Regions from separate parts of the Ovis aries genome. Here region 2 is linked to region 1. A link is a contact called in public Hi-C data. All regions are on one chromosome and are shown on one strand. The core of a region is the stretch at or near the end of the contact, and the rest is flanking DNA. Distances in the headings are between cores, read along the strand shown. Region 1 has its middle 10 kb from the start of TCF3. Region 2 holds the start of REXO1 (RNA exonuclease 1 homolog).

The links. Hi-C and Micro-C count contacts between places; a contact is called where the count stands out from the background.
Region 2: a contact with region 1 is called in a Hi-C map of liver, with 3 times the contacts expected there. The contact joins the promoter of REXO1 here to the enhancer-like site in region 1. A contact is called at or near these places in 5 of 16 Hi-C or Micro-C datasets (hypothalamus, liver, retroperitoneal adipose tissue and 1 more).

Annotation. Positions count from the first base shown.
Region 1 is chr5:41,693,744-41,697,079 of ARS-UI_Ramb_v3.0, reverse strand. No RefSeq gene overlaps it. Among named protein-coding and RNA genes, the nearest start is that of TCF3, 10 kb to the right of the region's middle. Within about 2 kb of position 1,314, at least 33 of the 54 cell types and tissues checked have an H3K27ac peak or open chromatin away from gene starts, as enhancers often do. A contact at or near this core is called in hypothalamus and liver, where this site is marked.
Region 2 is chr5:41,834,566-41,837,711 of ARS-UI_Ramb_v3.0, reverse strand. It overlaps REXO1 (RNA exonuclease 1 homolog), which reads left to right and starts at 1,653. Exons shown (of 16, transcript XM_027970237.3): 1 at 1,653-1,895. The coding sequence starts at 1,739. LOC132659885 (a long non-coding RNA gene) reads right to left here and starts at 1,672. Exons shown (of 2, transcript XR_009600856.1): 1 at 1,051-1,672.

The DNA of each region.
Region 1 (3,336 bases), core at 65-2,564:
TTAGAGAGTTCTGACAGCTGACTGGTGGGAAGGGGTCCTGCTGGGAGCAGTGTCTCTGAAGGGGGACTTGAGTGTGGGCTGTGGCTGTAAGCACAGGTACATGCATGTGTGTGTTAGTCGCTCAGTTGTGTCTGACTCTGTGACCCCATGGACTGTAGCCCGCCAGGCTCCTCTGTCCATAGGATTCTCCATGGGGATTCTCCTCCTGGGGATCTTCCCTACCCGGTGACTGGATCCGGGTCTCCTGCATTGCAGGCAGATGTTTTACTGTCTGAGCCAGCCACCAGGGAAGCCCTGACATGGAGATATGCATTAACATCCCCGAGCACACGTGTGTATGTGTGCCCCATCACGGTGCACACGTGAGCATGCACATGTGTAAACACTCGATAAACATGCCAGAATACGTGGACACGTGTTTGCCAGGACTTGCGCATCTGCAGATATGCCGGGCAGTACTTGGAGACGTACAGGTAGGACCCCTCTCGAGGGCAGGCAGACAGATCGATGCACAAAGGAAATGTGGACGTCTGGTTATGGCAATCCCAGGTGCACACGCGTGGATAAACAGGCCTCACAAGTGCAAACAAAATTGTGCCCGCCTGTGCCCGGACGCGCCAGGTCCTGAGCACACGGTACCCAACCAAGCTGTTGCAGGGCAAGGTAAACACGTTGAAGCACATGAACACGCCAGCGTGCTGGTAGGACCGAGCGCGTGAGCACAGCTGAGAGCTGCGTACACGCGAGCACAGTGCACTCACACGTGCGAGATCCCAACCGGGCACACGTGGACATCACAAGCGCAGCGAACACCCAGAGCCCACCGGCACCGGGCACGCGCGTGCGCAGACGGCCACCGCGCGCAGCAGGCCTCCGCGGGTTTCTGGGCAGCGGACGCCCCCTGGTGGACACTGGCCCCGGGGCCCCCAGTGCGTTTGTCCCCGGCGGCGTACGGGAGTCTCCCCTGCCCCGCGCTCACACCTCGCATCAGGTCAGGCCAGGGGTCTGTGTGGACATAGAATGTTCAGATTAGGGTGACAATGGAACGGGAAGCTTTGGAGCAGTCACAGGCCTGACGGGAGGGGTCTGGAGAAGGTCAGGACAGGGGAGCCGGGTCGGGCCTCCATTTCCTTCCTCATCATTGAAGCCTCTCCATCCTGCCCATTGCTGCCCGCGCCCCCAGGCCCGTGGACTGTGGCCCGCCTCGGTATCCCTGCACCCGAGGACTTCCTGGGTCCCCCAGCGCGCGCTGTGCTCCTTGGAGTGGGGTCTCCGAGGCCGGAGGAAAACCTCAGACCCACCTCAGGGCACCACCAGGTGGCAGCACGCGCCCAAGTGCGCACCTCTGGCCTGTACCGCCGCAAGGACCCCCAGGGTCCAGCCCCCATCCCCGCGGCCAACGGGAGGGGAGTGGTCTGAGGGGGGGACCCTGTGTGACCTCGCCAGCCTGTGCCTCGGTCTCCCAGTTTCGGGATGGGGACCTGGAGGTGACAGGGCTAAACAGGCGCGTGGGCAGGGTGGCCTGGAGGGCCACAGCAGAGGTGAACTTGTAGGGAAAGCAGAAGCATCTGGCGGGGGAGCAGCATGTGCAAGGGGGAGCTGGAAGGAGTCCTGAGGCTGGGCTGAGAGAGCCTAGGGCCACAAGTGGGGTCAGAACGCCCCTCTCCCCGACCGGGGCTGCGGGGAGTGGTGGTGGGGAGTGGGGTTTCCGGCCTGAACTCAGAAGATGGAGATGATGCTGGATCCAGAGTCTATGACGGAATCCAAAGATTTTACGGCAGAGTCTGATCCTCAGTTCTCGACTTTCCCACCATGGGATGCTCAGGATAGAGCTCCCGACAGAAAATTCCAGACTTCCCATTGCCCCGCAGCCCCCAAGGTTGATGCCCCAATTTCAAGAGCAAAAGGCACAGAGACTGGGGGACCCCACCCTGTGACCCAAGGGGCAACGGTTGAGACGGAGGGACAGGGATCCTGTATCTGGGGACCCAGGCCCCCCTTCCTTACTCCTGGTGAGGAATGCCCCCTCCTCACTCCTCAGCAGTTCCAGCGTTTCTGCACCTTTAAAACAACGTGGCAGAATTAGCAGCTCCACCCTCATTAATATGTAAAAATGCAAATCAAGGGGTGATCAAGCCACAGCCCCCTGGGGATATTTCCGCTGTGTCGGAGTCTATTGTCAGGGAGGTTTCAGGGGATGGCTGTACTGGCAGACGTGGGGGAATGTAGAGACTGGGCAGTCAGGGCCCCGGGGAGGCAGTCACCCTGCTCCCTGCTCACCCCCAGTGCCCTCCTGGCTGCCTGCACACTTCCGGGGTGGGGGAGGGGTCTTCACGTGGGGCAGTGGGCAGATGAGTCTGCTTCCGTGACCTGGGGTTGAGGACCCAGGAACTTGGCTGAGGGTTGCCCCAGGCATCAGGGCCTTTGCATTGGCTGGGCTTCTCCCCACCCCACCCCACCCCCCTGCAGGATCACTTCTGGCCTCCGTATCCCCTCCCACTAAGGTAGGGGACCCCCCCCAGGACGGGTTCAGATGCCTGTAAAGTGGCTCCTTAGTGACTGTTTCTTCCCAGACTGGCTGTGGCCCACCCTACCCCTGGCCCAGAGAGGGTGCCCACAGACTTTGCATCTGGGAAACTTGCCCAGGGTCCCCCAGCCCACAAGAGGGGTGTCCCAGGCTCCCTATCTTGGGAGGGATAGAGACCACAGCGGGGGTGCAGAGGTGGGGGTCCTTCAGTTCACGTGATTACACCCAGCAGGTGGAGGTAAAGGGGAGATCCTAATGACCTGAAATGGGGCTAGTCCCCCAGCTCCGATGAGAGACAGATAGACAAAGAAACACAGAGAGGCAGAGACCAAGAAAGACAGAGACACACACAGAGGGAGATGGAGAGACAGAGGCAAAGAGAGAAACAGAAAGAGAAGAGACAGAGGGAGATACAGAGACAGAGGCCAAAAGAGAGAGACAGAGACAGTCCCAGGGCAGCCCCACCCCGCGGAGGTTCCTAACTGGCACAGGGCCAGGCGCCAGCTGCTGCTCCCCCTCCCCCACCTCCCACTCACACTCCGAGTGGGGGTTGGGCCCCAGGAGCCCCAGCTGCTGCTGCCACACACACAGGCCCCAAGACCCGTTAGGCGCCCCACCAGCTGCCCTAGGACCCCACAGCCCCCTGAGCAGAAGGAAATGCCTTTGCCCTGGTGGAGAGGGGCTGGGCAGGGGGGCGCTTCTAAGTGCCTCTCCCTGTCTGACCTCTGGCCTCTCCCTCTGAGTTGCGATTTTCTCACCTGTGAAATGGGGACCACTGTCTTCCCCAGTCTCTCCACTGGGTGGGCTGG
Region 2 (3,146 bases), core at 404-2,903, 140 kb before region 1:
AAGGACTGATGCTGAAGCTGAAACTCCAATATGTTGGCCACCTGATTCGAAGAACTGACTCATTGGAAAAGACCCTGATGCTGGGAAAGATTGAAGGCAGGAGAAGGGGATGACAGGATGAGATGGTTGAATGGCATCATCAACCCGACGGACATGAGTTTGAGCAAGCTTCGAGAGTTGGTGATGGACAGGGAAGCCCGGTGTGCTGCAGTCCATGGGGTCACAAAGAGCCGGACACAACTGAGAAACTGAACTTCCTACTCCGTCCTACTCCCCCTACCCCATAGCAGTTTTTACCTTGTACTGTGATATCTCACTTACTGATTTCCTGTTGTCTGTCAGCATGTAGACACTACCTACACCAGGGTGAGGATATTTGCTTTGTTCAGGAGCCCACCCCACTGTTGGCAGTGGAGGAGAGGCATCGAGAGATCCCAGGGGGTTAGGGGGTCTCAAGCCTCTGTGTCTGCAGGGCCAGGTGGCTGTGGTAGGGAGAAAAGTTGGCTGGGAGAAGTGGGAGGTGACCTAAGAAGACTATCCCCTGCTCAGGGGGATCCTTGGTAATTGCCAGATGGTGGACAGCCTGGAAATTGTAGTTTCTTGCAACATTTCCCCCGATTTTTTTTTTTTTTTCTGGCCGCATCGTGCAGCCATTTGGGATCTTAGTTCCCTAACCAGGGATCAAACCCATGCCTCTGCATTGAAAGCGCAGTCTTAACCACTAGACCGCCAGGGAAGTCCTCTCACAGTTCTTTAAATGGGCAACAAACACATTTACACCATTTGAAAAACTAGTACTGAAACAAAACTGGTGCTCACATACATATATAAGCATGTTCACAGTAGCACGATTCACCATAGACGAAAACCAGAAACCACTGAAATTTCCATCATCTGGTAACTGGATAATATACTTTGGTGCATGGCCTTGATATACAGTAGGTGCTCAAATATTAGGTAGACCGATGAATGAATCGGAACACGTCTCCTCTGGTGTACCTGGAGATTTAACTGCCACAAGTGTCCAGGTGAGGGAAATGAAGCACTTACCGCAAGTCAACCCGGGCGGAGTTGAGTTTCACAGCCTGAACTGGGTAACTCAGGTGCCGTTGAGATGCATCTGCAGAACTCCAATAGACCACCAGAGGGCGCCTTAGGAAGACAAGCTAATAAAACACAAATTGAATGCAAATAAGCCGTAGCGGGGCTGCTGCTGCTAAGTCGCTTCAGTCGTGTCCGACCCTGTGCGACCCCATAGACGGCAGCCTACCAGGCTCCCCCGTCCCTGGGATTCTCCAGACAAGAACACTGGCAGTGAGGGTTGTTTTGTTTTTTTTTTGGATCAGGCGCGCCTTGGACAGCCCTGGCGCCGCAGAGGCCTGGGGCTCAAGATGGCGCTGCTGCCGCTACAGGACCCGGCGGAGACGCCGGCGAGGCACTCTGAGGCTTCAGACAGGGCAGCCTATGTCCTCTATCCCTCCCTTGGGGGCCATGTGTCTTAGACCAGGGGCCTGCGATCCGTCTCGATCCCGCGGGAGCAGGCGTTTCTGATCAGGCGCACTTCGGGCAGCCGCTCCCGGGGTCCCTTGCGGCAGCATCCCGGGGGCCTCCAGGGACCTCGGAGCAAGATGGCGGCGGCGGCGGGGTCCGTGAGGCGCGGGCGGCGGCGACCGCGGCGTCAGTGAGGGGGCCCGGGGGCCCGGCGGCTCCGGGCCGGGGCGCCGCCGCGGGACGGACCATGCTACGCTCCACAGGCTTCTTCCGGGCCATCGACTGCCCCTATTGGGCTGGGGCGCCCGGGGGACCCTGCCGGCGGCCTTACTGCCACTTCCGGCACCGCGGGGCCCGGGGCCCGGGCGCGCCCGGCGAAGGTGGAGCGGTGTCCCCCGCAGCAGGTAATGTCTGCCTGCCCGCTCCGAGTTCGGTTCCCCGTCGAGGGTTGGACCCCAGCACCCGGGCTTCCCCGGTTTCCCGTTCCCCGCTCAGCTCTCTCCCTGTACACTAGCGAGCGACGTCCCTCCAAGCCGGGGCCACCCACCCCAGAGCGCAGTGCCGGTCTCAGGTCCTCTGAGCTTGCGTTTTCGCAAGCGTAAAACCTAAACAGTGAGAGGACCTGTTCTAGAGGTGTCGCGAGCGTGAAGCGCGTGGGGGTCGGGAAAAGAGCGTGGCCAGCACTGGTCAACAGGCTCGGGACTCCTGCCGGGGGAACCGTTCCCGCCCCCTCCCCAGCCCGGGGTGTTGGTTGCAGCCGTTGTTTACTTCCGCGCTCGTTCCCCCGCCGCACCTCTGCTCGTGGCCGCCCCTGTTGACAACAGCGGAGTGGAGAGAATCTTGTTTAGGAGCTCTCAGACTGGGTGTCGAGCCCTGTGTGTCATGCTAGGGTCAGGGAGGGAGTCAAACCTGATTGATTGCGTGTGTGTGTGTTGGGATGAGGGGCAGACTTCCGAGAGGACGTTCAGAGGCTGCGCGTCTCTCTACGTGGTGATTGTCAATGTCACAGAGTTCAGGTGAGAGCTGCCAGGAGGCAGGCACTGTTTCTCTTAGGAGGTGTGGGCCTTGAGCAGAGACATGAAGAACGGGGGCAAAAAGAGGGGCATCACAAGAAACGGTCCACGGGGAGGATATGTGTCGTTCTTTTCAGGGGGATTCAGGCTCCGGTTGTGGCCCCTGTTCTAGGGGATTGGCTCCCTCTGTCCATCGGACCCAGATTTCCTTGTTCAGTTTCCTCTCTCTTTCTGCTTAAGACACAGATCTTCATCTCAGAGGTTTTTGAGAAGCACCCTTGCTAGTATGAAGTCATAGGCCTGTTTCCCCCGCCCCCTGAAAGGGGAAAAAAAGGTAGAATTGTCTCAGATTTCCACCATAAATTTTGCTTGGCCCTTTGGCCTTGCATCAACTGCCCAGATGCCATCATTCAAGGTCAGGCTGCGCACCTGGGTGGGACACCGGTCTGGCTCTTGGGAACCTTCCCTCAAGGAAGGAAGATGGCTGTGCCCACAGGTGCCTGAGCTTCAGGCCTGAGTGGGACGCTCCTTGGGGGTCACCCTGCCCGGGTGCACTTTCTGACTCCATCTTTTGACATGCAGGTGCGGTCTGCATGGTGTTCTGTAAAGAGCCCCTGATGCCTAGGGGCAGGCCGGCTCCCT